2 separate regions of the Anser cygnoides genome follow, and region 1 is linked to region 2. A link is a contact called in public Hi-C data. All regions are on one chromosome and are shown on one strand. Each heading gives the region's core, a stretch centred on a gene start, on an enhancer-like site or on the middle of the called end of the contact. The rest is flanking DNA. Distances are from core to core; before and after follow the strand shown.

Region 1 (6,261 bases), core at 3,668-6,167, 58 kb before region 2:
ACCCTTGCAGAATTTTTGGGGGGAAGAACCTTTATTTTTTGCAGCGTGTACATTCCTCACAAGCTATCTCATGGCAAGATCAGTGACACTAAGAGAAAATCTTTCTGTGCTTGCATAACATATTTCACACAGGTTTGGCTCAATATGCATAGCTGAAATCACTTTGCCTGCTTACCCTCATTTCACTAAATGCCAACAGGACAGAGTCATTCTGCAGATGAAATGAGTTATAGCCTTTCAAATCAGCACAATCTAAAGCTGCCACAGACCTAAAGACTTCTTTGCTTGCTTGCTGATATTACAGCTTGATTGAGTCATCAGCAGCACTTGGATGAATGCCTGTTTTTATAGAGTCCTTGTCAGTGCTATATACTCGTCCATGTCAACAAACAGAAATAACGAACCATCTCAGTTGGGATGAACAACACACTATTCACCCAGCGTGTGTGGTAATCCAGGATATGAAAAGGACATGAAATAATACCACAGAAACAGAAATTATGCACTGCAGAGAATAAAAAAAAATCCCATAAGGGGTGCATTTCTGAGGAAATAAACACAACAACAGAAGACTGGGAAAGAATGAGGGGCTGGAACATGGCTGCAATTATTATGCATGGATTCATGCAAATTTGGTGATTATTAAGAGGTAAATCTTCATAAAAAAACTGAAAGAATGGAAAAGAGGCAACTTTGTGTTATTAATTAGAGCTCTACATAAGTCAAATCATTTATAAGAGTTTGAAGTATTCAAGTTGGAAATGGAATCTATGAAAAAAACTGCTCACTTCACATTTCCAAAATCCTTTTTTTTTTTCACCTAAACAAACTTCATTTTGGAATACAGACTATATGAGAGCTCAATTTCAAGACCACATTTGATATATTTCAACAAGTGATTTAATTTACTTATGTCTCTATTGTAATGGACAACTTCAATACTTTGATCAGAGCTGATTTCTTTTTCTCATGGACAGATGTGTCAGCTAATTACTCTGATTTAAACCAAATTTAAACTGGTAACAGGCCAAATGATAATCAATTCTTACATGCTGTTAAGGAGACCTTCAGTGAATCCGCAGTTTAGACATTGTGCTGGGCTTGCACTGAAAGCTCTTCTAGGTTAAAGCAGCTGTAAATGGATACTCTAAGAACCAGACTATGAAGTCCCAGAATGGCTGTGGTATATGGCATATCAATTCTTTATTTACAATACAATCTGTTATGCTTTGACAACAGTAACCTGATGGACCAGGTACATACAGGGAGGACCTTAACACGAAGCTTAGTAGGTCACCTCCTTTGGAAGACATCTACTAAAACAGAACCAATACAATTAAGTTTCTGGCTACCACACGTACAGAAACTTTTCAACTTGGAAAAGTCTAAGCTTCTTTGTTTGCTTTTCATCCCCCAAAAGAAAACAAAGCAGCAAAGTAGATGCATATCACCTGAATGAAATGACATCTAGCTGCTCTCATGCTGATGTGAATCCTTGAGTTGATACCTAGCTTTACATGCTCTTGTATCACTAAGGAAGTGCACCTCAGCCTATGTATGAAAGTGGTAATTTCTTCAGGCTATATAAACACTCTTCTCCACAACAGTGGTAATTTTTCCATGGCTTTGTTTTATTATTATTATTTATTAAGGTAGTAGACAATCAATACACAAAATTCAGTGTTTGGTTTTTTTTTTTTTGATTTGTACAATTGCAAAAGGAAATAAAAGATTTTTTTCTGAGCAAAAAGTATATTGTTTGTTTAAAGAAATCTATCACATCAACTTAATGTCAAATATTATAATAAGAAAGGAAAAGAAATGTCTGAATCTGCACCTAGAACCAACCTCCTAGAAATCTGTGCTAAAAAATTGCTTCTTCTGCATGAAAAACATCTGACTAAGGTAATTATTCTCAATTTACATAAAGAAATTAAATGATATTCCCAGTGCTGTAAAACAATTTTGTGCCAGTGTACAAAAAACAAGTAGCTTTTCAATGTCAGCTATCAGCTTTTCAGCTATCAGTAAAGTTTAAATCCCAACAGGGCTCAGTAGTCTAGACCCAATCCAGCAAAGCAGTTATAGACATCTGATTTTAAGCAGGTACATTTATATATTTAACACAAGAACATGACTAAGTAATTTCCCTGACACAACCAGTGCTCTTAGTACCTTGCAGAAATGATGAAGACTGCGAACACAGGAATGATGCTGGCAAGCAACCTGTGAGGCATTATTGGGAGTTTGGGTTGGAATTTACAGGATTATTTACATGCTTAATATTAAAGCACCTTCTTGTATGTGCTACTGACTGTCACCATACAGCAGGCCAATTATACTGCTCCAGTTAGTATTTTCTTTGCAAGCCCTCTTCTGCATGCTAGTATTTGCATTGAACAATAAGCGTAGTAGCTAACATCTGGGCAATTATAGCCAGTTACTACAGCCAGTTTCAGCACACTTGTTAGAAAGAAATATGCATCTCATCTCTTGCACTTTTCATCATGGACAGAGATGGGTGCTGCAAGAAAAGCTGATACAAACAATGTAGCTCCTGCTGACCTCAGGTGAAATGGGGTTTGGTTATAGCCAAGCAAGCATCCTCAATTTGTGTTAATCATCTTGAACTCAAACGTGCCTTTCAGATGTCAAAGAGTAATTTCAGGACATCTGGGAGCAACGAGTTCAATTTTAATTGTATTTATACAAAAATGTTTCTCATCCAAGGAAAACATTTTCAAAAAGCTGTAAAATTTAAGTTAAAGACTCTGGTATTTATCCTAGACTAATGGAACTACTTAACAGTTCATTACTATGGGACAAATGAATTACATGGTTCAGTCGCATGCTAAATTATTCATGTAATGCTAATCAGATTAAAGACTACATAACAAAGCCTGTAAGGCATTAAGGAGGTCTTTGATTTAAATACTGGATTAAATGAAAGCTGGTAAAAGACAGACAAAGGACATGAACAGGATTTCTGGGTGACCACTCATGACTCAAAAGTACTCACATATTCACATTGGCCATCTGCTGAAAGGAGCAGGAGAACTTTCACACCTCACACACTGCCACAAACTTTCTCTAAAAATCGCTTGATCAACATATAAAGATTAATAAACTTGACTGAAGGCATAGCTATAAACAGTGCATTTAAACTGGTGCAACTTTGTGTGTCCTGAAGTTCGTATCAGTTTAAAGTATGGTTTATACTGATTTAATTTACATTTACTTTAAGTCTGGTTTAAACTGATGTTGAGTTAGAAAATCAATTTGCATCTTTTAAACAAAACTATTCTTCAGAACAATATGAAGTAAAATTCTCTGTTTAAGAAGTTCTCTGGTAATGAGAACCACCATGACTGCAGCTGCTTTCCATGTCTCATGTCTAAGATCATACCAATACTGTTGCGTGACCCTATTCTCCACAGATTTGGTGCTTCAGGGGCATACAAATCTGAACACACACGCTGTATGTATTCACCAAAAAGCAGCTTACTGCATTGAACACACACACACACATAAAACGCTTTGCATAGCCATATAGAAAATCCTGAGCTAGATCCTTAATTGTCTAAGTCAACGCATAGTTATGTGAGACTAAATGATATCAGCATGGGGAAAAGATTACTTTGTATTTTTACATGCAGCATTGTCAAACAGATTTTAATTAGGTAAGTAGTAACTGGTGAATAAAAGCTGATTGCTCTCCAAACCTTTTATAAAGTTTTAAAAAGCCAATTAAATTCTCCCTCCAATTCCCGTGGTAAGATCTGGAAATTATAAAATCTGACTATTTTTAAAGTATGCTTTGATGAAGCTTCTCACGTACTAAAATAGAGTATGTCTACTACAAGTGGTTTACAAACACATCCGTTTTTATTTACAACTAAACATACATCCAAACAGGATGTCTAGAACTTTTATAACGAATCAAACACTTCTGATACACATTTTTATGATACAGCTATCAAAGACACCTTTTAAACCAAGAGCTTAGGGTGTATGATGTTAAATCACTTTATATTTAACTGGAGATTTTTCCAAGATTAGTGCATCCAGTATTTCCAAACAGAGAGTGAAATCAGCTCATTTCATTACCTGAATTTATTCAAGTCAGCGTACTGTATTACTGGGTCCCCTAATTTATCTTCTAAGGACTTCAACTTTTCTTCCAGATCACATTTTCAATTCTATCACTGGCATTATTTGAAGCATTCCAATTAGGACAGGACATGAAATAATTCCATATAAGGAACAGAAGAGTTCGTTGTGTGTTGTTTTGTGTGTCTGTGTGTGTTTGTGTGTGCACTTGTATACACTAAATATACACATATACACACAGACTTATTTGACTTTTGCTCAGCTGAAATTTGAAAATGTTTTTTCAGCTGATTACTTGCCATCCCATGAAGAGGAGAAGCTCCACTGCAGGAAGAAGATGAGTAGAAGACAAAAAGATTGTATGAGAAAGAAGTATGGGAGGCCTTGAAGAAATTTTTTTTTCCCCTTCCATTGGAGAAGTTAGAGTATATGTGACTATGGACCAGCACAGGTTGGAGAGTGAGTCTGGGATGAGAATATTATTAAGAAAGTGGAGACAAGTGGATTGCAGAGGCAGGGAGCATGTCAGCATGACATTTAAGGGCAATAAACTGAACAGCCATGCCTGATAATTTCTATTTAGTGACCCACTTAACAGTCACTAGTTTAGTGAATGGAATTCATTCAGTTAATCTTCTAAGTGGCAACCTGCAGCTAGCACAGTGCTACACAGAAGGCGAATACGACAGAAGTGGATGATGGCAGGTTGCAACTAAAAATTCACATTTGAAACTGAAAGAGCTCAGTCAGAGCCAATGCCCAACATTTCCTCTAAGAAAACCCAACTAATAAAGAATTTAAGTTGTGTCTTCAAAATAAGCAGCAGAAATAGGGATACCAATTTTAGAGCTAATTTACTGTATCTTTTTGTAAAGAGATCTTTCAATACTTTCAGACAGTGTTCTCCATACACAGTCTACAGTGGGGGTCAGGGTCATCATGCATCTATAGACAGGGAAACGGAGACACTGGAAAGAGAAGTGGCTTGCCTGCATTTATACCACAGTCCCGCAGCAGAGTAAGGCATGGACTGCAACTGTGTGCAGTGATTTACCTGCCACAGTGCATTAAAGAGTGCTGTAGATGTAAACCTCCCCCTCCATGTTTACCACTTCTCAAATGTCAGAGATTAATAGTCCCAGCTCTGCACTGTAACCTTTGTTTTTAGGCATCACAGATAAAAGAGATGAACTCCGCACTCATCAGCTAAAAAGGGATACTCTGCAAGGCAAGCTGGCTGGCACGTGACAGCATGTCTGTTTCCACCGAAATGATGACTCCCTCCTCTGCAGGAAGACCAACACGGTACAAACTGTCATTAAGAAAGTGAAACTTTGGAGCAGATTCAACTTTTATTTTTTAAGGAAAACAGAGAAGAGTATCCACACTTCTGCATTCCTGTTATTGTTATTTTACACAGGACCAGAAAGAAATAGATGTTCACAGACAGGCTTTGGAAGATACCTGCCTTGAGGGGCTGCTGAGAGCCAGATCCTTCATCCGCTACTACCAGAACTACTGCTCATGCTCATACCTATTTCATGAGGGCTATCCACAAAAATAAATCCCACACCAAGCTAGATCTCTGGACTCACATTACACATGCAGTACAATAAAAATGAGCAGACTAAGGGTGAGGACATTGCACTGCAGCCACAGAGAGTTTTGTGCAACCCTACTGGGGGCCCTCCTGGTCTAAGATGGCAATTATCTGAAGGCTGAATAGCAGCCATGCCTCTGTACCCAGTGCCATGCTGAAACAGGCAGTGAGGGTGCGTTCACATGAGATGGTCAACAGAAGTCCAAGCAACTGGGTCTCCCTTTTAATCAGCGTACCAAGAACTACCCTACTCAACAGCTGGCCCTGCAGACTAAGCTGCAGCTTTTAGTCTCACCAGCATGATCGTGTGTGGAAACCTCCTGCATGGAAGGGAAAGAGCTTGACAGTCCCTTCTGTGGTTCTTAATATCACAGAGAACTTAATTTTGAGCAATAAAAGGCTTCCATTTTAGGACCTTACCATGTAAGTTCATAGATCCTTTCTGTTTAGAAATCATTAAAGATAGCATCTGCTCCCAAAATACGTATGACACTTAGCAATCACACTTGAATCACATGTAAGCAACAGCAATCACAATGAGTCTGACTGAC
Region 2 (6,734 bases), core at 3,936-6,435:
TGCTCTGTGCTCGAGTTCACACTGTCGCAGTCAGTTCAAAAGCCGTAGTTTTCTTGATTTTTTTTTTGTAAGTTCAAGTTCCATAGCATTCCCCAGACGTACCTTTTGCTCTTACAGAGATATTGATATCTTCTTTCTATGACTACTCTCAGTAATCACAGGCAAAGATACGCCAGCTCATCACTTCTAATTGCTCTCCTCCTCTCAATTGTTATGCCAGACCTTCCATACTACAGGCAGAACAGATGAAGCTTGGCCCCACATAACATCACACTCAGGCACCTTCAACTTGTCCAAAGCGAGGGACAAGAATCATCACAATAACCACGAAGGAATCTCACATTCTTACACTCCTTCATTCCCTTTTTGCAGCGTTACGTGAAGTGACAAGCAATCTCTTGAACAGTCAAAACACCAAACAGTTTGAGCTCTTCTGGATGAACACAGTATACTAGACATCACTCAAAATAATTACAAGTGACAAAGTAGGTTCATAGCACTGTTCGTGAGCAAACACAATTTAATATGCATTCAGTACCAAATTTAAACAATATTTGCAGTCATGCAGTAAAGGAAAGCCCACTGCACCAATTCCTTCTCAAGGTAACACTGACAAACTCCTATATGTGAATGAAAAAGGCAGGCAAACAAGAAAACAACCATGAAATATAGCAGAAATCTGGCTGCTACCTGAACATTTGAGAGCAGCTAGGAATTCCAATTAGGCACACAGTTTGTGAAGTGAAGCAAAAATTGAGAAGCACACTTATATAAGTGAGACAGCTAAAACAAAACGCGTTGGTTCTTTCCCTGTCTTTCTCGCAGCCTACAAACTCTACAGTCAGACCATCTCCATCCACTCCCCACACTCCAATAGACAAAAAAGGAGTTGTTCAGATGTATCGGTAAGGTTGTAGAGATGAGCTATGCACAGAATAAAGCACAAAACTGTTGCACCCTGTACAGCCACCTAGGCATCTGTTCACAGAGGTGACCAATGCACATACAGTTTCTATTTGCAGGTTACCAACAATGCATCCTGAAGATGGACGGACATATGGTGCCAGCCCACATTGATTTAAACAAGAACACTATTTCACAGATGCAGTGGATTTTCAAGACTGGAAACAGCTGTTCAATGTTTCTACCTGCGAAAAAACAGGTAGAAGTACTTCTGTCCTCCCCAAATTGTAGGCTCGTCACCCCTGAACGGCTGCTGCCACCATAAAAGCTGCGATACTGAGCGCGTGCATCCGGCTGCACAGGGCTGCAAAGCGACAATAAGCTGGGTACAAGCAAATTGACCCTTAGTGCTGTGCTTGAACAACTCCTCACAACAGGTCAGAATGTTTTTTCTCCTACTGAAGGGCCCTGTTTTACCAATCTTATTTTCTCCTGAAGGAGCAAAACTTCAAGCTCAATTTAAGCACTTGAATGATGCAACACGATGGCGAGCAGACCGAGCTGTTATTAATAACCCAGCTCTTTCCAACTAACCCACAGAGTTATGTGTTAGCTGCTGACAAACCTGTATTGCACAAAATTACCCTGTGGAGCATCTGAAATATTACTTTATGCTTGGACTGACTACTTATAAACTGAGTTTGAGGACTGCAATTGTCTTTTAGTATTTAAACAGCTTTTCGAGTTCTAAATGTCAATTATCTCCCTGTTATTATCCAATGTTTAAATGGTATCCAAAAGGAATTGATTATTCATATTTATATATCATCTTTGTTCTGGGATTACAAGCATAAGCTTATTAAGTGATCACAGACAGAAATCTTTCTCCTTAATGAGTGTAAAGCTGGTGAAGCATCTTCACTTCATACACTCAAAGTTTGACTTCCCACACTGTGTACTCTACACAGTGATCAGTGCTTGATCCACAGGCTTAACTGGTCCAGCACTATCATACCCTAACACTGTGCATCTCTCTGAACGACTACAGAGGAGGTGAGACAGGAAAGCATAACTCCCTCCCCACCAGAGGAATGAGCACTGCGCTTATTCTCTCAGTGCACAGAAGTTGAGATTTTCTCCTAAATTTATCAGAGCTCCACCTCTTTCCATCTGCACTCCCCACACAGCATTTGTTGTCTCCACCACATCTCCACAGCTCTCCATACAGCCCCGTTCCCTCTCCTTCGCCCTTACCACCACGTTCACACACTGCGGTTCCCTTCCTCAAAACACCACCACTGCTTCTGCCCCGCAGCAGGACAGACACTGTGCTGTGGAGCACGCTGCTGTAAGCAACATTACCTTGTTCAGGTAAAACACTAAGTCCACTCCTACTGCAAAACACCCTGCTACTGCAAAGTGTTTCTGAAGTCTGTGTTAGCTTATTAACAAAAACCCAAAGTTTCTGGTGATGACTTCCTTTTCAAACGAATACCTGCTTTCTAAATAGATATTCAATAAAATATCGTGCTTAGATGTATTTTGATTTCATACTCTGCAGCATATATGATATGGAAAACATCTGCCTCTGTCTGGAAACAGCCTTTATAATTTACTAGTAAAATGTGTGTCTCCTACACTGAGAACTAGCTCCGGTAAGACGATGCTTGCTACACCTCTCATGAATTAAAATGATGTGTAAAACAAGCAACCACCTCACATCAAGAACTTAACTTGGGATTTGTATACAGTAAAGAAAGATTTCCCTTGCGATTACAATTGGAGCACAAAGTGTTCCTTCAAGCCCTGACATAAATCTGTTCCTGCCAAGCTGGTATCTCGTTGCGTCAGCCTTTTGCCTTCACCACTATTGTGGTGCCTGCTCTCTGCCTGCTTTCCTCCTTTTTTCTCTGCCCTCTTCCTGCAATTACTAACCCAACTCCGCTGAGCCAAAGATTCATCCTTCCATCAGATCAATAGGTGATGAAAAAATCAGCAACATCCTTTTAGTTAAAAGGAACCTGACCCTTTAACAAAACCGTTGTTCAGGGACTCCTGTGTGGACTTGTTACCGCGCTGCTGTTATCCTTGCCTTGCCTTTCCCCAACAACTTTATCCCCTCTTTTTGTTACTAATATTTTAATTTATTTGCAAAGCTTTGGATTTGTTTTGACACCTATCTTAAGATGGAAATTGCTTCACCTGGCTTGAGTGCAGGTGCTACCATGTTTGATAAACTATTTTTTTAATTATTTTAGTTTATATAGCCTTTACTTTATTATCTTGCTTAGTGACAAGTATTCCCAGCCTCTATTTTGTTCGTGAAAGTCTAGTATTTCAAATAAGATACAAAATATTACATTTATTCAGCCCAATGCTCCCTTTAGTAGTGCAAAGTAAATACTCACTTTGATTAAAAAAAAAAAAAAAAACAACACACAACAATTTCTGAAGCAAAAGGCAACTTTTTTAAAGAAGTAAGGCCTATCTTTAATGTATATACAAGAACAGAAACACATGTACAGTCAAGGGAAATAAAGCCCTGTAAGTGATACAGGCTAAAGGGACTGATCCAGATCATGGAACACAGAGATATCAACCCAGAAATAAGTGAATTTCCAGCAAAGATTTATTTTACCCTTCTCTGCTGGGATCAGGCGCGGGAGGTAACCCGCAGTGCCACACACCCGTTCGGCCAGCAAGGACGGGCAGAGCCGAGCTCCCTGCGCCCAGCCAGGGCACCCAGTGCTCCGCAGACACCCGGGCACTCACTGGGTGCTGTGCTGCCGTCCTGCAGGGCGCTACAGGCAGCAGCACCCCTGCAAAGGTGGCCGCAGGGCCCCGGGTTTATGCGACTGCACGGTGCTGCTCTGTGCAGCGTGAGCATACCGGCACCGGGAGACAGCGAGACGGCTCGCAGGAACGGAAACAAAGCTGGACCATACGGCGAGAATTTGGCTCCAGAATATCCAACCGTGAGGTATCTGGGACTTCTGTGTACGTTAGAGCAAGTTTCAGCAGTTGTCTTCGTGAATTTAATAAAAGTACCACTACCACTTACTGGCAATTTTCAAAACGACTCCTCGGAGAAGCCATGCAAACCACCTCGTTTGTAAATCCCTTATAATTATTAAAACACGCTAACGTCCTGAATTAACACAGCGAGCAGCAACTCCAGTGCTGCCAGACTGAGATGCGGTGGAGATGAAGGACACTGCATTCCTACTTAAACATTTCAAGCTGCCCGAGAAACTTTTCAGCAATACTCATTTTTATTGCTCGGAACCACAAGACATCTCACTTGCAGCCCTCTGTAATCTCGGCATTGCAAACAGCAGCTCTCAAATACATAAGGAATAAAACTTACCAGACCTCTTTACACTGATCCCTTCCCAACTGCACTTCCAGCACTGGCGCGAGCAGCCCAGCCTGTGCCACCACCGGGAGCCCTCTGCATTTAAGCACCTATCTATCCGGGGAGCGATTTCAGTTTTTCCTACCCAAACGCTCGCTTAAAGGTTCACAGGATTTATAGCACGGGATGCGATTCGGGGGGCAGTTTTTTGAGCTGCTTCACCTTTGCTCCTGCTGTACCCGACAACATCGGCTACTCTCCCCCAACACCTTCTGCGCCGCGTGTTTACGCCTGTTTTTATCAACACCCCCCCCCCCCCGGGTTTTCTCCCCGAGGACCACACACACCGAGATGCATAACCGAGCGGAAAAAGTTGGGCTTTGGTCGCTGCCGGTCTTTTTTGGGGGGAGGAAAAAAGGCGCTGCCCGCCGCTCCGTCCCCGCGGCGGGGGAGCCCCCCGGGGCAGCCCCCTGCCCGCTCGCCGCCCGGCCGCTACTCACCGGCCGCTCACAAACTTCCCCCGACTCGCCCCTCCGCCGCCGCCGCCGCCGCCCGCCCCGCCTCGGGCGCCATCGGCCCCACCGGGGCACGGCGGCGCCGGCGGGCACGGCGCTGCCTCGGCCGGGCCGGTGCCGACTCGCGGGGAGGGAGCGGAGCCGCTCGCAGCCGCGCCGAGCGCCGCCGCCCTCGTCCTTCCCCCCCCCCCCCCCTCCCCGGAGGGCGGGCGGGCAAAGCGGAGCCGCCCCTCACCGCCGCCGGGCCGGGACTCACTTTGCTGCCCCCCCTGCGCCTGCCCTCAGCGGCTTCTTCCTCTTCCTCCTCCTCCTCCTCCTCCTCCTCGTCTTCCCCCTGCCATGGCCGCGGCAGCCCGCCGGCCGTCAGCCGCGGGGGGGACGAGGCGAGGGAGCGGGGCCGGCGGCGGGCGAGGGGGGCATGGCCACGGGGAGGGGCCGGCGGCGGGGCCCCGGCAGCGGCGATGGCCGCCGGGGCGGTGAGGGGAGGCGAGGCGAGGCGAGGAGCGGGGCCGTGCGGCTCCGTCTAGGGGAGGAGGCGGCACACTGCAGCGCGTCCTGACGGAGGGCACGGCGGGAGGGTGGAAGGGGAGCCCGGACCGCTGGCACCACCGCCACCACCACTGCTGCCGCCGGTGCCACCACAGCCACCGCAGCCACCTCAGGGTGCCCCGCGACCTGAACCCGGCCGCCTCCCGGGTTTGGGCTGGGGAAGGCGGCAAACCCCTCAGGCACCCCTCAGTGCTCCCTGAGGGGTGCCTCAGTGCCTTCCTCCACCCATCGTGACACAGGACGGGAGCTGTAGGGACATCGTAGCTCGCCCTTGTTCCCTGCTGTGGTGCGATGGCCACGAACGCTTGCGTCTCCACATGGAAGTTGTTGGGTTACAGGGGCCAGGTGTGGTGCTGTTCGTGGCAGCCCACGCTGCCCAAATCAGCACTGCCCTTGTTCTTGCACTGGTGCTCATGTGTCTGATACTGCTTGGCTTTGGGGAGCTGGTGTGTCTCAAAATCTGACCTGCAAATAAGAAGTGTGCCCAGGTGGCCAAAAAGGCCAACAGCATCCTGGCTTGGATCAGGAATAGTGCAGCCAGCAGGACCAGGGAGGTGATCGTCCCCCTGTACTCTGCTCTGGTGAGGCCGCACCTCGAGTGCTGTGTTCAATTTTGGGTCCCTCAGTACAAGAAGGACATCAAGGCCCTGGAGGGTGTCCAGAGAAGGGCTACGAAGCTGGTGAAAGGCCTGGAACACAAGTCCTGTGAGGAGCAGCTGAGGGAACTGGGGTTGTTTAGTCTGGAGAAGAGGAGGCTCAGGGGAGACCTTGTTGCTCTCTACAACTGCCTGAAAGGAAGCTGTGGGGAGCTGGGGGTCGGCCTCTTCTCGCAGATAACTAGTGATAGGACTAGAGGGAATGGCCTCAAGTTGCACCAGAGGAGGTTCAGGTTGGAAATTAGGAGACATTTCTTCTCAGAAAGAGCAGTCAGGCATTGGAACGGGTTGCACAGGGAAGTGGTGGGGTCTCTGAGGGTGCTTAAGGAAAGGTTGGACATGGTACCTAGGGACATGGTTTAGTGGGTGACCTTGGTGGTAGGGGGATGGTTGGACCAGGTGATCTTGGAGGTCTTTTCCAACCTTTATGATTCTATGATAAGTGATCAGTCCTCAGGCAAGCTCTCCCTTCAGGCTGTCTCTCTGTTCACTCATGTAAGTACCAGACCAAATGAGAGGGCAAAAATACACAACTGGGGCAGAATGGGCAGTGAGGTGTGACCTCATTGATTTTGGGTTGGCTTAAGGGAATTGAAATCTAACATGTCAATAACTAACTGCCAGAAGTCTCACAGAGGCTTTAAACTAAGTGCTTTCAGGGCATGAAGACACATCTTCCTTATTCCTACATCAGAACCATCTCCTGCCTTTCCCTCAGTTCAAAACTCGTGGAAACAGAACTCTGTATTTTCTCAG

The links. A called contact is a pair of places that touch in the nucleus more often than the background predicts.
Region 1: a Hi-C map of liver shows a contact between it and region 2, with 2.0 times the contacts expected there. The contact joins the enhancer-like site here to the promoter of GHR in region 2. A contact is called at or near these places in 2 of 7 Hi-C or Micro-C datasets (both in liver).

Annotation. Positions count from the first base shown.
Region 1 is chrZ:69,036,552-69,042,812 of Taihu_goose_T2T_genome, reverse strand. The region is part of intron 2 of GHR (growth hormone receptor); the gene reads right to left. Among named protein-coding and RNA genes, the nearest start is that of GHR, 60 kb to the right of the region's middle. Within about 2 kb of position 4,917, at least 2 of the 3 cell types and tissues checked have open chromatin away from gene starts, as enhancers often do. A contact at or near this core is called in liver, where this site is marked.
Region 2 is chrZ:68,978,269-68,985,002 of Taihu_goose_T2T_genome, reverse strand. It overlaps GHR (growth hormone receptor), which reads right to left and starts at 5,185. Exons shown (of 10, transcript XM_066988782.1): 1 at 5,030-5,185.